Regions from separate parts of the Rattus norvegicus genome. Here region 1 is linked to region 2. A link is a contact called in public Hi-C data. All regions are on one chromosome and are shown on one strand. Each heading gives the region's core, a stretch centred on a gene start, on an enhancer-like site or on the middle of the called end of the contact. The rest is flanking DNA. Distances are from core to core; before and after follow the strand shown. Region 1 holds the start of U2af1 (U2 small nuclear RNA auxiliary factor 1). Region 2 holds the start of Wdr4 (WD repeat domain 4).

Region 1 (6,456 bases), core at 194-2,693, 150 kb after region 2:
TAGTTGCTTTGTCCTGGAACTTGTTATGTAGACCAGGCTGGAACTCAAGAGCTCTACCTACCTACCTCTGCTTTCTGGAGTGCTGACACTAAATATAACCCATCACACCTGACTTTGAGTGTTGATTTAAAGTACTTTAAAGGTCTTATTTTATATTACATATATGGGGGGGGGGGTATGGGTGTATACCCAAGTGCAGGTGCCTGGGGGAGCTGGCATTACAGGTGGCTGTGAGACATCAGATTGCAATGAAGGGGATTCAGGGAGCCAAACTACTGGTCTCTTGAAGTGCAGTTCACACTCTGAACGACTGAGTCATCCCCCCAGGCCCTTCAATGTAGTTCAGTCACCCTTAACACAAGGCACAGCCTTCCTCCATGACTTCCTGAGAACCCAGACTTCAACCCATCTGATTCTCCAAGACTGGCCTAGACCTGACATCCAATAAAATGTCTCCCGAGTGACTGCCGATTCGGGCATTAGGCTTTTAGAAACATCCCCTCTTTTCAAACACTGTAGACTGTATAAAGGTGCCTGATCGGACAGCCTCCATCCTGGAAAACAGAACATTTTAACAGTGAGAATGTGGCACCAAAAATGATACCTATCGCAAAGGCTTACCACCATGACTGACATCTGCATGAACCTTGTACAAGACTCGGAAACATAAAGATGGTGACTACTTACTGGGAGCAGGCAGATTAAGCCAGACACTTAAATCTTTAGGTTTCCAAAGTAGGAATTATCCTTCAAAGCGTCTGAAGGCATTCCTCATAACCTAAACTTCAGCCAACACGCTGGAAATGAGTATGTGCCACGGCGGCATACGAATACAGGCGGGAATATTGTTATTTCTTTTCCTCTTACCCTAACAGTTGGCTACGGATATGCAAACATTAATTTAAAATGAAAAGCGGGTCCGCCAACGCTTAGGCAGGCCCGAGGTTTATTCGGTCGAAACCGCTCCCAAAGGTCGGCCCCAGCGACTGAATGCTAGCGAGGATGGTGCCATAGCACTTCCGACACGACCACTCAAAGCCTAAAGTTGCAAGAAACGTGTTATCTCGCCACAGAAGCCCAGGGCAGCGGTGGGAGCGCGGCGTGGAGCAGGGTCCCGTGTAGAACCCGGGAACCGTGGAGCGCCCGCCGTGGAGCTCTAGGCGCTGAGGCCCAGCTCGAGCCGCCCGCCAGGTCCCGCCGCCCGGCCCACGAGGCGGGGGCGCCTTGCCGCGCGAGGCCGCCAGGCCCGAGCCACCGGCTACGCCTGTACGCCCGCGCCGCTTGCCTCAGCCGGCACCCGCTGCCCGTCGCCCTCCTAGCTCAAGTCCCGGCAGGTCGCCCCTACTCACTTGTCTTTCTCGGTGCCGAAGATGGAGGCCAAGTATTCCGCCATTTTCCAGCGGACGACTCCGGCACGGCAGCCGACGCTGCCGACTGTGCCGACGTTCCCCCGTGACGTCACCGGACGCGACGACGCTCTCCCCGCCCGTCGTAGAAGTTCTGTCCAATTGAGAAAGGCGCTGTCAGCGCGGGGGCGGGACGAAGAGCGCGCGGAGGCTCCGCCCTCCTTCCCCGGCGCCTGCGTACTCCCTGCTGCCCGGGCGGGTCCCGCGCATTGCTCGCTGCTTAGGCTGTGGGCAGCCGCTCCGCGCGTGCTCAGCACCGCTGTTTCCCGCTCCTGCCGCTGGAACCGCGCCCTCTCCCCTTGCTGGCCCTCCTGTCCCAGGCCTCCCACTGGTGCGGCTGTCCATAGGGGCCTTGTTAGGCCTCCTGGAGGGGTTTAAGCCCACAGCATCCTCACAGTCACCAGCTCACCTTCAAGTCACTAAATTTCCAGGCAGAGCCTGATCTTGTTATCCCAGGCTGTTGGGTCATCTTGGTTTGATGACTTTGTTTGCTCTCTCTGGCTATAGAGCCAGTTCCACCCGAGGACGAACCGTGGGAGAGGGTTGAAGAAGTTGGGGGTCTCCACACAGGCTCTTACGAATTAACCTGGTTACTGGAACCAGGACCGATGACCAGACCATTAGTTTGTTCATCGTTCTGTCGTCCTATACGCCCATTCACCCCTTACTAATTAATCCACCCAACTATCCATGTCTCATTCATCTACTCATGTCGCATCTTTTTATCTTTTATTTGGAGACAGAAGAGCAAGCCCTGTGACACGAATATAGCTCACATATATATCACAGGCTCCTGTGATACTTCCTTTATTGTGCGTGTTTTGTTTTATTTCTCCATGAGATGGTCATATGTAAGCATCAGGCTATATGGCTACTATGACCTTGAACTTCCGATCCTTCTGAACCTCTACCTCCTGAGTGCTAGGGTTACCGGTGTGCGCTACCAGACAGGTTTATATGATGCTGTGTGTTAAGCAAGCACTCCATTACAAAAGCAACTGAATTACATCCCCAGCCTTGGCTGGTGTGGTGCTTAATCTTTAAGTGGACTTCTCTAAGTTATGGAGAAGAGGCTTCTGGGTAGGTCCGTGAAGGCAAGTGCAGCCACTCCTTACTCCTTCGTGTGTCGTATCATTGGGCTCTATCCCTCAACTGAAAGGAACTAATACAGCTGGGAAGACAGATGCCCACATAGGAAGTTCAGTAACTGGTCCAACTGACAGAGTTTAAAAGAATACAGACATCAATTCCTGCTGGTGGTCCTCCACGGCTCCCAAGGCCCTAAGTATACAGCATCTTGTCACTTCTTGTTTGTTTGTCTGGCTGGTTTTGGTTTTCAAGACAGGTTTTTTTGGGGTTTTTTTTGTTTGTTTGTTTGTTTGTTTTGTTTTTTTGTTTTTTCTGTGTAGTCCTGGCTATCCTGGAACTCACTTTGTAGATCAGGCTGACTTGAAACTCACAGAGATTCACCTGCCTCTGGCTCCTGAGTGCTGAGTTTTAAAGGTGTGTGCCACCACCACCTGGCTTCAAATGCAAAAAGTTTAAAGGGGGGGTGGGTTGGGGAGCAAGGCATGCTGATGCACACCTTTAATCCCATGTTTGGGAGACAGAGACTAGTGAATATATATGAGTTTAAGGGCCAGCCTGGTGTACATAGAGAATTACAGACCAGAGAGATCTACACAGTGAACTCCTCCATAAAGGAAGGAAGAGGGCTGGTGGAGTTACTCAGTGGAACGAATGCTTGTTTAGCATTCATAAGGCTCTAGGCTCAGTCCCTAGCAGCTTTGTTTTTAAGGATACAGATAAAGGAGTGGCTCAGTGATGGTACAAGCCTTTAATCTCAACACTTGAAGCAGAGACAAGCAGATCTCTGTGAGTTCAAGGCCAGCCTGGTCTATAGAATGAGTCTGGGACAGCCAGGGCTACACAGAGAAGCCCTGTCTGGAGGGGGGAAAGCTGCAGATAAATGGAATTTATAAGTGCATATGTAAGAATATCTTTGCCAGCAATGGAGCTGGCATGAGGATGCTACCATATGCCAGGGAGAGCAATAGTCTGGCCCGTGACAAGCTGCAAAGTAGCAGGAGCAGTTGATCTTTAAAGGTGAGCATGAATATGCAAAAATATGCAAAAGTGCCCAGGGGTAAAGCAACCTGCTTAGAAGGGAAACTTCTGATCCGGAAGCAGCTGAAAACCACACTGACAGGTTTTCTGTGAATCTGCTACATGAAAACTAGAGTTTGAACAAGCACCAGGGGCTGAGGAGACAGCGTGCTGTGCCGGCTCCATTTCTAGTGAGGCAGGGTGGGCTAACAGAGGAACAGGTGGCATCTCAAAGCTTGGCAGGTTGGAAAGGCTACAGGTGTAAGCATGGGCATTTTGCCTCTTATGCAAAGGAAACCAGGAAATGTTTCCTGCTTGACTTTCTGGTATACGTCCCATAAATGCCTAACAGATAAGCTTGGAAGAAAACCCAGCCTTTGGTATTCTGCACTGCCACTCAATGCATCCTGAATGTCTTTTGAATAGTCATGTTCTTGACATTTACTTTCCTTCCCTTTATGAAAGGAGTTTTATATACTTTAAGAAGAGGGAAGATAAGTGACTGGAGAAGTATTGGGATGGCCCATCACTGACAGATATTGGCACTGTCTTTGCAAGGTCAATACCAATAGTTACCACTTTCACAATTGTAAGTGTTTAGACAATTGGCTAATCCCATCAGCACATACTTTCATGGTCTCTGGTTTTGTTTTTTGTTTTTTCTAAAATATTTATTTAATATATGTGTCACTGTCATCTGATGAGAGGAGGGCATCAGATCCCAATTACATATGGTTGTGAACCACCATGTGGTTGCTGGGAATTGAACTCAGGACCTCTGGAAGAGCAGTCAGTGCTCTTAACCTCTGAGCCATCTCCCCAGCCTTCTGGTTTTGTTTTTATTTTGATAGTTTTTCAACACAAGGTTTCTTTGTACTCCTAGTCTACTCCCTCTGTAGACGAGGCTGGCCTGGAACTCAGAGATCCACCTGCCTATGTCTTCCGAGTGCTGGGATTAAAGGGAAGGGCTACTACTGCCTGACTTTGTCTTATTTTTTTTTGAGACAGGGTCTCACTATGCAGCCTTGGCTGGCCTAGAGTTCACTCTGTAGACCAGGATAGCCCCAAACTGACAGAGATCCACTTGCCTCTGCCTTCCCAGTGCTGGTACTATAGGCATGTACCACCATACCTAACCTGGGATCGGTGTGTTAGAAACAACCCAAGTCAGAGCCAAGCAGCGGTGGCGAAAACCTTTAGTCCCAGCACTTGGGAGGCAGAGGAAGGCAGATCTCTTGTGAGTTAGAGTCTGCAGATGAGTTCTAGGACAGCCAGGGCTACACAGAAAAATCCTGTCCCGAAAAACCAAACCAAACCAAACTAAAAGTAAACAAACCAGAGTAAACCAAAACCACTGATATCATCACCACCACAACTAAATCAAATCAAACCAAAACGCTACAGCCTAGCTTTTGCCTGGTAGCAAACACCTTTAAGCCTGGTCCTCAAGAATCAGAGCCAAGGGTTGGGGATTTAGCTCAGTGGTAGAGCGCTTGCCTAGCAAGCGCAAGGCCCTGGGTTCAGTCCCCAGCTCCGGGAAAAAAAAAAAATCAGAGCCAAAATCTCTTTTAATTTGAGGCCAGCCTGGTCTACATAGCAAGCTACATGACAGGCAGGACTAATAGAGACCCTTTCTCAAAATCAAAACAAACAAAAAACAACCAAACAAATAACAGGGGAAAAAAGACCAACCCAGTCATAAATCTGGTGATTTGCTGTCTTGGGCAGAACAATACCTTCTTGATGCTGCTCAGAATTTGAGATTTCTACTTAATCCCTCTGATGCTCACCATTAACCTTAGGGCCATCAACACATGATTGCTGGCTCATAAGATATCAATACAGACTGGCATTTAGCTTCTAAGTAGCCCACTTAAGTCCAACTCCTCCTTCCCCAAATCAGCATAAGAAATGTTACAGTGTATAATTATCTTGCTGTTTAACAAGTTACTTTGTTACTATTTAGGGAGTAGTGACGGGATCGTCAACTGGAAGCCAGGTATAACACTAGCCCTCTGCTATTTATCTCACAGAGAATAAGTAATTTAATTATAAAAATGTGAATGTATTTGGTTTGAAATCCTGGCCCAGGCCTGGTGAAATATATACTATTTGTTCTTAGTTTTCATTTGATACTGGATAGTTTGTTTCAATATTTTCTGAAAGACTGCCCCTAATTTCCTTCTAGTTCCAAGACTCCTGCAAATGAGACTTTGTAACTATGTGTGTCAAAATGTATCCTCTTAGGGCTAGAGAGAGTTCAGTGGCAGGGCAGTTCAGAGCTGCCGGTAATTCTAGTTCCAACGCCTCCTTCTGGTCTCCTTCTGCACTGCATACACTCGATGTGCACACCCACATGTAGGCACACATTCAGACGCACATAAAATAAAAGTTACAATATTTGGTGTTATAGTTTTGTTTTTTAAAGTGACTTCTGTTTTTAACTTCCTTGAGTTTGGCATTTCCAGAATTGCTTCTGCACACACATGTGGCAGAATGAACTTGTGGTAGAGTGACTTTGGCTTCCGTCTGAGCCTGGGTTTCCCAGGACTGGGTTCTTCCTGTCTTGGGCCCCTAGCTGCTGTGTAAGGTGCCTGGCCATTCTGTGGCATGTGGAAGTTAAGCACTCACCGACCACCTAGCTGTCAGGCTGTTCAGACTGACTTGAATACCGCGTAAACTATTGGAACAGTGGCAGGGCTACAGCAGAACCCTGCCTGATCCACATTATCTCTTGGTAATTGCTGCTTCATCCTTCCCGGAAGGAGGACATAGGGAGACTCGAAACAGGAGCTGCCAGTTCCCAAGACTGCTGTGAGCCAGTGTGGAAGAGCTTTGGGGCAGGTGAAAGCACGCAAAGCAGCTGCCACATCACCCCAGTGGGACCTCACTCCCCCAGATGACTTGGCATCCTGTACTATCTTTGCTGACTGGGATGGCTTCC
Region 2 (6,210 bases), core at 3,155-5,654:
CATCCTGCTGGAGGGCTGTGATTACGGAGGCACGCCCTCATGTCCAGCCCTACGTGGGCTCCAGGACAAAGGCACCTGCTGCCAAGCCAGTGGACCCTGGTCTTATCCCCAGGACTCACATGACAGAAGAAGTGGCCCAAGCACACATGTAGGTACACATATGTAGGTACACATACTACACACACACACACCAGCACACGCAGATAAGTAATTTAAAAACAGAGAGCCAGCGTCCTGCTGGAGTCGCCTGTGTCTGTGGGAGGGCCTGAGGAAGCCTGGCACACTGAGTGTCCTGTTAAGTTCCTGTGCTGTTTCTAAACAGTGCCTACCTACTACCCGTCTAAGGTGCAAGAGCTTATGCACTGACAGGCAGCGGTTCAGGCCTCTTTCTCTAAGCTGACGGAGAGAGGGCGGAGTGGATGTACGCTCTTGATACCACCTAATAGCCAGAGTTGGGGTTTTTGTTTTTGATTTTTTAAACTCATCTCTTAGGAAACAGGATGAACTAAAACTCCAAAAAGCTCAGCTGACACTTCTGAGCATCAGTAGTTCAAATGTCACACCCACAGCTATCCTGGTGGGATGAGTGTGTGATGTCCCACAGGCTCATGTGTTTAAACACCTCATCCACAGCAGTGGTGTGGTTCTGAAGGTTGCAGGGCCTTTAAGAGATAAGGCCTAGCTGCAAATATAAGGCCCTAGGGCAGACCATGAGAGACACTGTCCAGCCCTGCTCTCCGAATCCTAACATACCCAGAGATCAGCACCGTGAGCTCGGCCTGGCACGCCTTTCCTTCCCAATTCATGCATCCTGACACTACCAGCACCACACCTGTCCTGAAAGCGCATCCTCTGAGCGACCAGCCAGGACAAACCCTCCTTCCCTGAGCTGCTTCTGTCAGGGATTTAACAGCAACAGAAACACTGATGGATAAACTCAAGGTTGGTTAGATCAGCCAGTGGGGGTGGGATGGGGGTGGGCTGATGCCACAGAAGAATCAAGAGATTCAGGAGACCCAGAGCATCTGTATTTGGTTGTCTGAGCCCCAGCACCATGTACCACAGTGACACCCACCTCCACGCTCAGGGATAAGGTGGCTCTGAGAAAGGGCAGCATCTCGGGAAACACAGATTCACACACGGTCTCCTACTCCTTACTATGGCCACCTCCATCTCCCTCCCTGCACACCGCCTTCAGAAACAACAGTGAGTGATGCAGAGTTGCCTGTGGAACTCCTGGGGAGAGGACCATTAGAGCCACCCGTGCTCCTGCCCAGTTGCTGGTCTCACCCAACAGCTAGCTTGTCCATTATCTTCTCCTCAGACACACAAGGCTGCACCTCATCACCTTAGCTTACAAATGCACACCACCCGCTTCTACTTCCCCAAAGCCCGGGTCGTGAGCTAACAGCCCCAGCCTGCTGGGCATGAGGCTGCAGCAAAGTGGAGAGCAGGAAGGCACAGTGGCACTGAGTGCTGGCGCTGCAGCCACAGGGGCCTCTACAGAGCCTCTCCCAACTGAATAGCCCTAGACTGCCCACTTAACCCCCACACCACCCAACGTGAGAGAGGAGCCCATGCCACCCCCACATGCTGTTAGGACTCAGTTAATACTCGTAAAGCTCTGCGATCAGTGTCTCACTCATGGCTGGTACGTCATGTTAGCTGCTGATTACAGTGGTTACTGTCACTATGGCTACTGACATGCAAGTACTAGGAGTGCATAGGACATCTTAATGACTCGGTGTTAGCATTTCATACCTGACACTCAGACATTGCCATGGTTTTGTACGGAAAAGAATCAGACGCTTACTGTCATCAGTTAAAGCAAAATAGCGGCCAGACTTGGAGAAGGTGGACGCCAGAATCGTGTCACTCCCCCTGTCTGCGGGCTGTCCGTCCTCCCTGAAAGGGCAGGGGAAGAAAGGGAAAACAATTAGGCCTCGTGTGAGTTGCCGGGCTTGTCCATTCTAACACAGGTAAGTAGAAGGCGCGTGGTCAGGCACTTCGTGCAGCCAGAGCATGATGAGAGATTAAGGGGACCCAAGCATGAAACCTAACACAAATGCTAATTAATATCCAGTGTGGGCTGGAAGGACTCTCAGCGATCACGTGGCCTAGCCCTCATAGACATGGACTAATCCAAGGCTAGAAGCAGGGGTTGATAAAATTCATGACACACTGAGTCACAAGTCCAGGCCACCACACAAAACAGTCACACGCTGCTTCTTACCTTTCAATTAGTTAACTCCCCACACCTGCCCTCAGTGCATTTCGTTTGAAACGGTCACTCTTACTTTAAGGAGCCAGTAACAAAAATGAGTACTAAAGAAATTAAAACAAAAGAACCTAAAAGTTCCCCGGGAAGGTCCCACATAGTCTGAATGCCCACAGTCCAAGTTGCTTCCATGTTTCTTTCTGAACTGGAATGCACAACAAGGGAACAGGAGCCAGGACTTCAGCAGGCTCACCGGTCTCAGCGCTCAAACCACAAGCGACCATGCTTCCCCACCATCTCACCCTTTATCTTCCTGCACGGACTTCTTCTCGGCAGTGCTGCAGTCATACGAGAAGAGGCAGTCATCGTCGCTAAAGGGAAGAGATAGGCATGAGCAGTTATTAACAAACACACATGATTACTGCATCTTACCCTGGGAACAAAAACACATCACTGTCATTACATCATGGGTCTTATCCATGACAGAGAAGAGCCAAGGACTGCCACTGCTTAACCTGTCAGCATACATCATGAACAGTCGGCACGGTCCTGTTCTAAATCAGTTCAGTGTGGCATGGCGGTGCAAGCCTGGAATCAATGCAGTCTTCTTCCAGCCACCAACCTGTTAATTCTAAATTATGTTCTGATATGGTTTTTTGTTATGGTGGTGGTTTATCTGTGTAGCCCTGGCTGTCTTGGAACTCACTCTGTAGACCAGGCTGGCCTCAAACTTGGGATATCCACCTGCCTCTGCCTGAGTGCTGGGATCAAAGGTGTCCACTAGCGAACCCCAGTTCCCCCACTCCCCTCCCCCCCGGCCACCCACCCATTCTGATATTTTCTTTTTAAAAAATTATTTATTATATATGTAATGTTCTTCCTGCATGCATGCCTGCATACCAGAAGAGGGCACCAGATCTCGTTATCCATGGTTATAAGCCACCATATGGTTGCTAGGAGTTGAACTCAGGACCTCTGGAAGAACAGCCAGCTCTCTTAACCTATGAGCCATCTCTCCAGCCCTCTGATAATTGTTTTCAACTCAGCTTTGCTCTCAAATTTAAAACCGCTGAGGTTGTCCTTACATAATTCAGAAACAAGTCTCACCTGCCCCCATGAGCCTCTGGCCCTTACTCAGATGAGAATCACATTCCAAATCAGAACTTAAGCTCCCTTCTTTTGCTCTGACCTGTAACCTAGCACATTAAAGCATCTGGTACTATTGACAACCCATAAAGCGGCTTTATCAAAGACTTTTCCAGTTAAACACTTAACCGCAGAAAGAGAAATCATCTTCCAAGTCCGAAACTTTGTTGGGCATTCCCCAAAAGGCACAAACTGAGGAACAATTCCTAATCTTCAAACATCTAAGTACCGAAGCTAAACGGGATAGGGGGGAAAAAAGCCGACACGGACTGCCACTGATTCTCTAGGTTGGTGGTAATCAACTACTTGCTCAAAGAATACTATCACCGAACACGACGTATACATAAGGACAGAAATAACAAAGCAAAACGTTATGTCATGTGAAGGGCCTTTAGGGAGATGCCCACTTCAGGCTCCGCAAGCATCCTGGGTTTGGAAGGTGTCGGGTTAAAAACCTCGAAGGGGGTTGGGGATTTAGCTCAGTGGTAGAGCGCTTGCCTAGGAAGCGCAAGGCCCTGAGTTCGGTCCCCATCTCCGAAAAAAAAAAACTCGAAGGGCAACAAAAGCCGGGTTGCTGGACGCAGATGAGGGAGAAGGAGCACGTTTTGCGCTCAGTAAGAACCTGCAGGGTTCCCTAATACATGATTCTCAACAGGAAGATTCCAAACGGGTCAGGATTGAAGCCAGGACCCCCCAGAAGCCTGGGCAATGAGACACCCACGTGACTTAGCCCTCCCGACGCCGCGCAGGCGCCACAAAGTCCGGAAGTGCCCCTACTCTAAACCGAGAGCGCGCCCCGGACCTGCCGTGCAGATTATGGGGCTATAGGTCCGGGTGAAGGGGCGCCGAGGAATCCGGGAAGACACGGAACATGGCCGCTCCGGCCTCGCCGCCCTCAGCACGAGCCTCTTACCTGCTCGCGGTGGAGAAGGCTAGGAACCGGCTGCCTCCTCGCACCACCAGCGTCTGGGCGCACAGTGCCAGGCCCGCAGAGCTCGCCATGGGCCCGTCCGCCGCCTCCGCACACGTGCGACGCTCAGCGCCCTTCCTGGTGGCGCCGGCCAGTGACGTCACCCGGCACCGCGCGAATGGCGTGCGGGGCAGGAGCATGCGCACAGGGAGAGGTCGCATTTGAATACCTCGGAGGTGCTGATGCTATAGATTCCCCGCGTGCCTTTCGCGTTGATTGACTTTTCCGCCCGTCAGGTTAGGTGGTTCCTCTTGGACAGAGCCTGGTACTCAGTTTGTGCCGTTTTAAAAAAAAAAAAAAACCTGCGTGACATTAGTACTGGATGGCCAGGCCCAATATGTGACCATGTGTGATTACAAATCGCTGGAAATGTGCTACTTACGGTCCTTATGAAAGACAAAGACGTCTTGGACCCCAACTGTCACACGTGTGTATCGAACGGTGTGCCTCCCCAGATCACCAAAAGACTCGTTCCATCCATCCCAGTGACTCACGACGTCCAGAATGCTGTGGTCTCTTTTGGTTGGGTGTAGACCCCCCCAAGACAGCTCATAAAGAGACGGTTCATCTGCTCCACCCACCCAACACACCCGAAACCTATTTCAAAGTCACACTTATTATACTGTGTACAATTGCTATCTCTAGGCTGGGAGGTTCTCCGGGCGAATCCATCTTTTTTTTTTTTTTTTTTTTTTTCTTTTCTTTTTTTCGGAGCTGGGGACCGAACCCAGGGCCTTGCGCTTGCTAGGCAAGCGCTCTACCACTGAGCTAAATCCCCAACCCCGGTGAATCCATCTTATAAAGCAGCCGTTGTTGGCTCCATTTTTACCTCAAACTGAGTCAGAACAGCTCTTCGTTTTTACTTGAGCAAGTTACACAACATCTGTCTAACAGCATGGATTGATGAGAACTACTTCTGGAAGCTGGGAGGTGGCGGCACAAGTCTTTAATCCCAGCACTTGGGAGGCAGAAGCAGGCAGATCTCTTGAGGCCAGCCTGGTCTACACATTGAGTTCCAGAATGGCCCGGGCTAGACAGAGAAACCCTGTCTTTACATAAATAAATAATAAATAAATGAACAAGGGGTTGGGGATTTAGCTCAGTGGTAGAGCGCTTGCCTAGCAAGCGCAAGGCCCTGGGTTCAGTCCCCAGCTCTGAAAAAAAAAAGAAAAAAGAAAAAAAAAAATAAACAAACAACTAAAAAATCACTTGTGCAAATGAGACCACCGCCTACAAATGTAATTAAGATAAATAATGGGTGAAGTTAAATTGTATCAGAGAAGCCAGGTCTTGAGTTTATCAAACATCATAGCAAGGAGAAATGGAAGCCCTTTGCCAGGCTACAGAGAGCAATGATCTAATGCTAAGGCACCACCACCACCACCACCACCACCACCACCACCCCCACCCCCTCCCCGGTCACCATGCCCTCACACAGGCATGAACGTCCATTTAGGCAACAGCTCACTCAAGACAAACACTGACGTGAAAGTGGCATCAGGCAAAGCACAGGATCCTTGGTCTGTCCCAGTTCTGAAGCCCACTGGGCAGAGTTCTTAGTAATCACAAGCAGGTAACGCCTTCACTGGGCCTGAGATCTGCCCTCTTAGGTGCCATTCCTTTTCCGGAACCTTCTTGGCTACTTTGAAGAACGTGACCTTTGAGCAGATTTTCTCCCCTTCCTGCCCTTAGGAAATCTGGAACTCAGGAGCCTTTGTTGGTGTTAAGCCACGCACAACTACCCAGTTTGCCTTGCATCAGTTGGTGGTGCTTTATTGAAGCTTCCTGGAAGGCTGTTCAGTATTAACTTCACCCCAACCCCCCTCCAAAAAGAGATGGGCTCTCATTTAAGTATAGCTGAGAAGTCCCTGGCAGT

Evidence for each region. A called contact is a pair of places that touch in the nucleus more often than the background predicts.
Region 1: a Hi-C map of hepatocytes shows a contact between it and region 2, with 2.8 times the contacts expected there. The contact joins the promoter of U2af1 here to the promoter of Wdr4 in region 2. A contact is called at or near these places in 7 of 12 Hi-C or Micro-C datasets (Schwann cells, hepatocytes, kidney and 3 more) and 1 of 1 datasets of contacts at active chromatin or transcription factors (oligodendrocytes).

Annotation. Positions count from the first base shown.
Region 1 is chr20:9,753,651-9,760,106 of GRCr8, forward strand. It overlaps U2af1 (U2 small nuclear RNA auxiliary factor 1), which reads right to left and starts at 1,444. Exons shown (of 8, transcript NM_001044291.1): 1 at 1,350-1,444. The coding sequence starts at 1,393.
Region 2 is chr20:9,600,314-9,606,523 of GRCr8, forward strand. Wdr4 (WD repeat domain 4) reads right to left here and starts at 4,405. Exons shown (of 11, transcript NM_001399044.1): 1 at 4,278-4,405; 2 at 2,521-2,589; 3 at 1,762-1,905. The coding sequence starts at 4,366.